Regions from separate parts of the Mus musculus genome. Here region 2 is linked to region 1. The links are chromatin contacts, called in public HiChIP or PLAC-seq maps. All regions are on one chromosome and are shown on one strand. The core of a region is the stretch at or near the end of the contact, and the rest is flanking DNA. Distances in the headings are between cores, read along the strand shown. Region 1 holds the start of Lurap1l (leucine rich adaptor protein 1-like). Region 2 has its middle 150 kb from the start of Lurap1l.

Region 1 (3,857 bases), core at 641-3,140:
CTTCAACACTCCCCCTCCCCCTGTTGAAATTTTCCTCCTCTCTAAGTTGGTAGAAAATGTAATTGGTTTGTGGCCATTTGCTTCAAAAGGCTTAGAAAGAGATAATTTCTTCCAATCAGCTCATCATTGTAAAGATCACAAACTGAGATCTGTAAAGGCCAAGACTCGCCCAAGAGCTCAAGGCAAATGAATGAATGCTTTAGTGTAAACACATCCGGAATAACGAGTCTTAGACCTACTTGACCCATTGTCCTAATCCGAGGTTCACAGAAATGGTAGAGAAAACAAGTGCTGATTGAGAACTAGAGGAAAGGGTAGGAGGCAGTCATTAGCAAATCCCTGGGCTGGGGTCACCTGCTCTCCAGGATCAAAACAGTGAAACAAGCCATTCACAAGCACATCAAGGGCGAGGAGCCATTGTTTTCAGAACCAGCTGTGGCGAATCTACTGAACAGTGGCCTTGGGACAGCTGCAGCTGCTGCAAGGGGAGGGTGGAGGAGAGCAAACTACAGCAGGCTGCAAGGACCCCGCCGCGCCACCTCCCGGCCAGCTGGGAGGCATTTCTGCGCTAAGTGCATTGGACTAAACCACCCTTTGAACCAAGGCAAAACATAAACGGCTCACAGCAGGCCCAGATCCGCGCAGTAACTGCCGGCCTTTAGCAGGCTAGTGCGGGAGAATCCGCGGCTGGCAGCTGCAGAGTGGTGCGCAGGGAGTAGCTCTATCAGAAAGTAGAGCCGAATGAGCTGCCAGGGCACCCCGTGACCGAGCAAAGTCCTCAGGGTTCAAGCTTAGCTGTAGCCGAGTCCAGAGGCGCGCTCCCGCACACCTCCTCCCAGCTTCTCCCCCCCCCCCCCCCCCCGCTCCTGTGCCACCCTCTCGGGTCCCAGGCCCCGGGTCCCCAAGTCGCCTCTGACGCATCACACTCACCATCTCCTGTCTGAGGATGTGCAGTTTGGTCTCTAACCTCTCCAGGGCGCTGGGGTGGCTACGTCGTGGAGAGCCAGAGGCAGGGGAGGATGACGACGAGGAGGACACGGAGGGCGCAAAGCTGCTGCAGCTACTGCTGCTGCTGCAGCTCCCACCAACCCCGCTGGGGTCCGCAGCCCCTTCCCGAGGCGCCAGCTCCTCCCCGCGCAGCGAGCGCGCTAGGCTCTCGGGCACTTTGCGCCCCAGCTTCAGCTCGATGTCTCTGAGGTCTGGCAGCGGGCTGTCTTCCATGACTCTTTGCGAGGGGCGACACTGACAGTAAAGGCAGAGGGCGCGAGGAGGCGGCGGCGGCGGCCTGGCGGACTCCGGAGCTCAGTACTGGGCTCCTCTGGCCGGGCCTGAGTCCCCGCGGTCGCCCGTGCGCTCCATGCCCCGGGCGCAGTCGGCAGATCTGCACCCGGCTGCAGTTTCAGGCTCTGCCGCTCCACAGCCAGCAAGATTAGCCAGATCGCTTCATTCCTTTCCTAGCTGGCCACTCCACCGCCAAGTTGAGTTAATTGATACTGCAGAGAAGAAGGGCAAAAGCTAGTACGTTATACCGAGAGACCCAAGAGAGAAATGGAACCTGCTCGATGCGGGGAAATTCCCATTTCAAACTGTCCATTCACATCCCAGCGCGGTTCACGGTGCCCATCTGGTATTACACCACACAGAATAACGAGGTGGCCACACTCCCGGGTCGTTTCATTTTCCAGCCATATGTCGCCAAGGATCAGACTATCTTAGACGGTCAGGAAAAAAAAAAAAAAATCTGATCAATGAAAGAAGTGGGTTCGTCCTGTGTGTAGGCGGTGTAGGCGCATTTTAGAAAGAAAAAAGAAAAAGACACGGTTAGCTTAGCTGGGGTTCAAGGGCTTCCTGGTTGCTGCAGCAGTGTCCTTTCCTTTTAGTCGGTCTCATCCAAGTCATTGTGTTCCTCCGAGCCTCGGAAACTTTAAACTCGACTGGCAGGTGGACCAAAGCAGAGCCAACCCCTGTACCGTATGTCACAGACAAGAAGGGCAGCAAAATCTTCCCAACCCTGATGTTAAGAAACTGAAATGCAAATCCTGCCTCAGCTGAGCATACCCATATTAGGTTACTAAGTTAAAAGTTGCCCTGCTGAAGTCCCCTGACAGCTACAACCTGTAGAACACATTTTTAACATTAGAGGCAGAAGAATGGCTAAATTTTATGTCGTTTTCCACCCCCCCCCCCAACTTTCCTAAAAGCCAATTACACATAGCATTAGAATTCTTGCCCAATAACTCCACAAAGAACGGAGAAATTCAATCGATAAATAGTTCAGTGAAGTTGAACAAATTTTTATGTACTATTTGATTCGCAAAATATTCAGTATTATTAATGTGTTTGATGTTAAAAAATGCATTTAAGCCGTGCAGTGGTGGCACACGCCTTTAATCCCAGCACTTAGAGGCAGAGGCAGAGGCAGAGGCAGAGGCAGAGGCAGAGGCAGAGGCAGAGGCAGAGGCAGAGGCAGAGGCAGAGGCAAGTGGATTTCTGAGTTCGAGGCCAGCCTGGTCTACAGAGTGAGTTCCAAGACAGCTACATCTATACAGAGAAACCCTGTCTCAAAAATTAAAAAAAAAATGCATTTAAACAATAAAAATTTTAAGAAAAAAATGGTTCAGTGAAAATGTACAAGAAGATATAATTGTGTTGCCAATATTCCAGCATACTACCCCAAGCAGAAATGAAGAACAGAATAACCAGAGCATGTATGTGTTTGTATATATATATATAAATACTGAGGGGGCAGGAGAATTTTAAATGGAAGAAATTGCTGAAGCATTCCTCTTTAATTATGGAAGAAAAACTCTGAGAGTAACTAGTGAAATCATACTTGTTTTCTTTGATAATTTCTATATAATTTGCTGCTATTTAGGAAGAACCACAACTTTGTAAACCATTAATCTAGAATACATCTACCAAGTAAATCAGCAACAAGTACATAGATTATAAGATTGCTTGAACATTGTATTTGTGTCAGTGAGAGTTGAGAATAGTATTTTCAACCCACCAAACTATAATTTTAGGTTTCCATTGAAGTATTTCCAATACTTTTTGTCTGGGACCTACTCATTTGTGTCCTCTGTTCCTCTGGCCTCCTTTCCCATTCAGCTTTTCCATTCCAAACAACATAGATAAATGGAGTTTGGAGTTTGTTCATGTCATCTTCACATCCAAGAAACCTTAAAAGGAGAAAAAGCAGAGACTTTCTGAAGGAAATATCTCATGGCAGGGAAAACGTTGCTGAAATTGTCTTGTCAATAAGCCAGACCTTTGCATGTGTTAAAACTGTTTTTAAAAGGAAAAAAGGAAAAAAAAATTAAATGTTGTAAGTTAGGTGGCTCATTTCAAAATCAGAACTACCATTTATGGAATCAAAGAGGGACCAACTTAAATCGCAACTCTCCCATAAAACTGCATGCATTGTTTGAAAGCTGGCAAACCACAAGTTCATTGCATGAGGATTGCACTGTGGCATGTAATTATGGACGCTTCTCATTTGAGTCACGGACAGCTTTTTATTATAAACTGTACAAAGTCCAATTCAGAGCTGAATGCAAAGTAAACCCCAAGGATTCAATACCTAGTTAGATCTTCGTTGGACAAGTCATTTTCCAGTTATCATCAGTGAAGTGCCTATCTGTAACTAAGACAGAAGTTGACCTTATAATAAAAAGAGTATGATGGCCGGGTGGTGGAGGAAGATCCCTTAAATCCCAGCACTCAGGAGGGAGAGGCAGGAAGATCTTGGAGCTGGAGGCCAGCCTGGTCTCCAGAGCAAATTCCAGGACTGCCGGATATACACTAAGAAATCCTGTTTGGAAACAAACAAACAAGTAGATTGCATATAGTTAACA
Region 2 (4,360 bases), core at 1,293-3,792, 150 kb before region 1:
GTGGTATCTACTTGTTCCCTTCTTGGTCTACACTTGCAGATTTGCTTTTAGTGTGTTCATATTCTCCATCTTCTACAACTTTCCAGAAATGCAAGCACTGTGTCACAAGGAGATGTATTGGTCTGTATATTTTAGTACTTTACATCGACGTCACATGAGAATCCAGGACTCCACATGCTGATCATTGGATCTATGGTTATCCATGTGGGTATTCATCATCTGGGAAACTGACAAGGCCCCAGTGGAAGCAATCTGAAAATAGAGCCTGAGAGGTACGTTATTAAGAGGAATGGAAATTTCCTAGGTTCCCAGAGAATGGATTAAAGCTATACCTCCACTATCAGCTTTACTTCCCCTGAAGATGCCCTCAGGGGAATTGATTCTCTGAATCTTCTGTAACCAACATCAACATTCTTCTAGGAATGGTGTATTCTCAATCCCCCCCCCCCTTTCAAATCCTGGGAAACATATTCAGGTCCTTTTACTTGTATAGCCATCACATTATCAGCTAAGCTATCTTTGCTACATTTTGATCCTGGGAATATTCATTTAAACACTCGAATTACTAGATCACTCATATTTCCACTTGGAATGGGGGCTTTCCTGGTTCATTGATAGTCAGTGCTTCTTGATCATGACTGAGAATGTAGAAGCTACTCAGCCTTGGCTATTTCCATTTACCCACAGATCACAGAAGGAATGCTTCACTTCATGACTAACTCATCTTCTCGAAGCACTGCTATGCTAGTGCCAGTCTCCTAGAGCATAGCCCTCACTCTCATCCCTCTGCTCATTTCATATTTTTTCTTGGCTTGTAGGCTGCTGTCCTACCTCCACTGACCCAAGCATTTCTCCACTGAGTAAGGCTAATCAGCAATGATGAATGTGAGACCATATAAATGAGACCAAATTTATCTCTTTCCCAGCTTCATCTTGTTCTTTGGATCAAGGTTATTTCCGCTTCCTACTGAGAGTGGGAGGTTCACTTTCCTGTGTCTCCAAATGCCACAAGTGGTGACTGGATAGAAACCGCTACCTACCCATCTCTTGGTGGAATGGCAGGGCAGCCCCTCATGTTATTCACATTAGGAGTCATACCTAAGACTTCTGGAAAATTATAAAAATGTCCTAGTTTAAAATTCTATCTGTATTTAGTACATGTAATGTGAATGTGCTTTCCTGATCCTGCTACTTTAAGATAGATACTAAAATATTTAGATGTTTCACATCCATTCTAACAACAGAAGAATGACAACTGACCACCTGAAGATGGTTGGCTTTTCAAAACACTCAATAGCACAATGACCATAATGATCAAGGTCCCCCATCAGTACTCTAGAATTTCTGATTCCCTGAATACTGGAACAAAGTTATGATTGGTGAAATCTGTTTCCTGCATTGAGTCTTAGCTCCATGACTTGCTGCTCATGTGACACTGGGAAGATTCTAACAGATTTCTAACAGATAGCAGTTTTCTCACCTGCTACCAGGGCCATCTGTACTGTCCATTTCAGAGTTTCAGAATTTAAGTGAAACAATACGTGAATATTAAATTAATTATGAGAATTAGGTAGAATGCTGTCTTACATATTGTCATTAAGGAAAAAAAACTATTAAAACATTTTACTAACCACTTGATCTAATCTACCACATCCTTCACACTGGTTAATATTCTCAATTGGGATCTAGTCTCAATTATGGGAAATTATCCTTAAAATATTTCCCAACTATAGATTTTGGCCTCATTGCTTTTGGACATTCTGGATACATTTCTGCCAAGTATTCTTACCTAATTGATCCCGGTGGGAAAAATTTTCCTAGATGCGGTTCAGCTCTCCACATGAGATCCAACCCACAAAATCTGCTGTAGCTCAATCCTGTTTCCCAGAGGAACAGGAATAGGAGAGGGTGTGAGACCATAACCCCACCACAGAAGGAACGGGTTTATTATTAGCATCCTCTCTGAGCCCTCCATTCTCATGGTCATAGTCAGCTTTTCATGCATTCCCAGGCAGGATGATAATGATAGTGAGCAGTGAGCAAGGGGTCAATGCAAGTAAAGCTCCAGTGTCACCAGAGATCCTGATCTAGTAGGCGAGCTATATATTTCTGGGAGAAGTTTTCATCTTCCCCAACTTAAGGGAACTACAGGTGCTTTTTGTGTCCTGGGCAGTTGCTGGTTTTGAGCACAATCATGTGCTGACAAGGCTTGTGGCTCTAGTCATCTACAGCCATCAGAAGAATGTCTAGAGGGCCATTGGCGATGTGGACCTGGAGCCCTGCAGAGGCAGAAAGCTAAGCCAGTGAAGATTTCTGCCTAGGCCAAGAGTTTGTGTCATGTGAGCCTGGGGCTTAAATCACAGTTAGCAGAGTAATTTTGTTGCTTGTAGCTATAAGCACTCAGTGAATCCACCCAAGTACTGAAGCTGCATTAAAATCAAACATTTGTTCTTCACCCCAGCAGTCCTTCCTTCCCTGTCTACTTAGACCTTCATCTTTATTGGCTGTCTGAGCATTCTGTTTTCTTTGGCTTCTTGTCCTTACATTCCCCAGTCATGACTGCCACCCGCTTCTAACTTGAATGCAGGCTGTCTTCCCAGCTCTGATCTGTACACTCCAGGCATCAAGGCTGGGAACTCATACTTCAGCACCAAATGCTGGTACATCCAAGCAGATTTTCCCCTCAGTGTCTGGGCCCTGGGCTGAGGAACACAGCAGTCAGAAGTACAGTGCTCACGACCCTCACATCTGAGAAGAGCATGTTCCTCTCGATCAATATTTTGCTTGCACAGTATTGAAAAATCTGTTAAGATTTGTTCACCAAATTGAAATAAACTGACAGGATTGCACTATGCCTTAAACCTCAGGCATATTAAGCATTTGGATTCATTTTCATTAATATCTCATTTTACTTTAAAACATGTTTCACTTGATGATAGCATGTGATCAACACTGGTGACTGCGCTTAAGAATTACCACAACCCAGACTTTAAGTCCAAATAATGGAACTAAGCCTGCAAAATCCAGAGACTAGGAATGCAAATGCTGTCAAATGTTCCTTGCTCTTTTTCCGTTGGCTTTCTCCAAAAGCATGTGTGGCTTCCTGTGAGCCAGAGATGCACATGCGGGTCCTGGCAACACAGCTCTGTGCCAGACTCACAGGAGGCTCCGATGGGGCCTGGCTTCCCCCAAGTGTTCTCACCTGGCTTCTCAGCCAACTGCTTTGCTTTCCAGTTTTATTAGGGGATCCAGTTGGCAGCAAAAACTGTACTTTCCCCCGAATATTGAAATCATCTTTTCCACTAGCACATTATTCCCCCAGCATTTTAGAGAATACACTTAAGCCTTCTAAGTGGGTAAAAATAACTATCAGATGACAGAAGGTAAAGTCGGCTTCATCTATCATAAGTCTATGGAGATACATAGAAGATGCTGCTCAGTGCAAAGAAGGTAGGTGTTCAGGATCCTTAAGTTAGGAACACACAGAAACTTTTGTCCAAAATGGTGGAACTCAGCACCAGGAGCAGTACTGTAGTACCTTCCTTGAGCACTAAGGGTCTTGAGCATGGCCCAGCACTTTTGTGATATTTGGAGTCATGGAGAGAGAGAGAAAGACTGTGCATCATGGAAATAGCTCATTTGATTAAACATGCTTAAGGAATCCAGAGGTTGGTGTAATCTGATTGGCTCTTCTCCCTGAGACTAAATTTCTGGCCAGACTCTGCTGTCCAGCTGGACATTTCTCCATTCTTAAGTCTTCCTAGCCCTAGAAGGAACTAGACATCATCTGTGCTTTCTCATGCTTGTGCAACCAAGCCTTATCATGCAATAGCTTCCATTCAGTATCCCCTTGTTTTGGGTTCTCTAGAGCGCAGAGACAAACTGTGGGCAGGTACTGCACCATATTCCCTGAATTTTCAATGCCATCTGCGTTGCTTTAAAAATAGTCAATACACAGTAAAGGTTTCTTGAATTGAATGGAAAGGCTTAAATAACATTATTGTGTAATTCCCTTGCCAATAAAATTTAGATAAATATTTACATACTTTACAATATTGTTCACAGAACTTATGGGTATAACATTCATGAAGGAGGAACATGGCATATTGTCTGAGCAAATGTGTACTGAAACAGTATTTGAACACTTTCCTCCGCAGGCCTCTTGCTCCTGATTATGTGGAAGCTGGAAGTCTGTCTTGGTGATAGAAGTGGATCACAGTGAGAAGATAGGTGGAAACTGTAGCTACTACTGTAGCTATGTTACTAGACCCAGAATTTATAATATCAGAGGACTGATATTAGAAGTCCCAAAAATATGATCCTTGGAGATTTGTGAAAAAAACAAAAAAACAAAAAAACA

Evidence for each region. HiChIP or PLAC-seq counts read pairs in DNA pulled down with a chosen protein or histone mark.
Region 2: a contact with region 1 is called in a CTCF HiChIP or PLAC-seq map of the NIH/3T3 cell line, with 18 read pairs. The contact joins the enhancer-like site here to the promoter of Lurap1l in region 1. A contact is called at or near these places in 2 of 15 datasets of contacts at CTCF or cohesin (both in the NIH/3T3 cell line), 1 of 484 Hi-C or Micro-C datasets (cerebral cortex), 4 of 115 datasets of contacts at active chromatin or transcription factors (the NIH/3T3 cell line, embryonic forebrain, fibro-adipogenic progenitors and 1 more) and 1 of 9 other capture datasets (adipose tissue).

What each region holds. Positions count from the first base shown.
Region 1 is chr4:80,908,719-80,912,575 of GRCm38.p6, reverse strand. Lurap1l (leucine rich adaptor protein 1-like) reads right to left here and starts at 1,890. Exons shown (of 2, transcript NM_026821.5): 1 at 931-1,890. The coding sequence starts at 1,221.
Region 2 is chr4:81,057,788-81,062,147 of GRCm38.p6, reverse strand. No RefSeq gene overlaps it. Among named protein-coding and RNA genes, the nearest start is that of Lurap1l, 150 kb to the right of the region's middle. Within about 2 kb of position 2,542, at least 45 of the 459 cell types and tissues checked have an H3K27ac peak or open chromatin away from gene starts, as enhancers often do. A contact at or near this core is called in the NIH/3T3 cell line, adipose tissue and fibro-adipogenic progenitors, where this site is marked.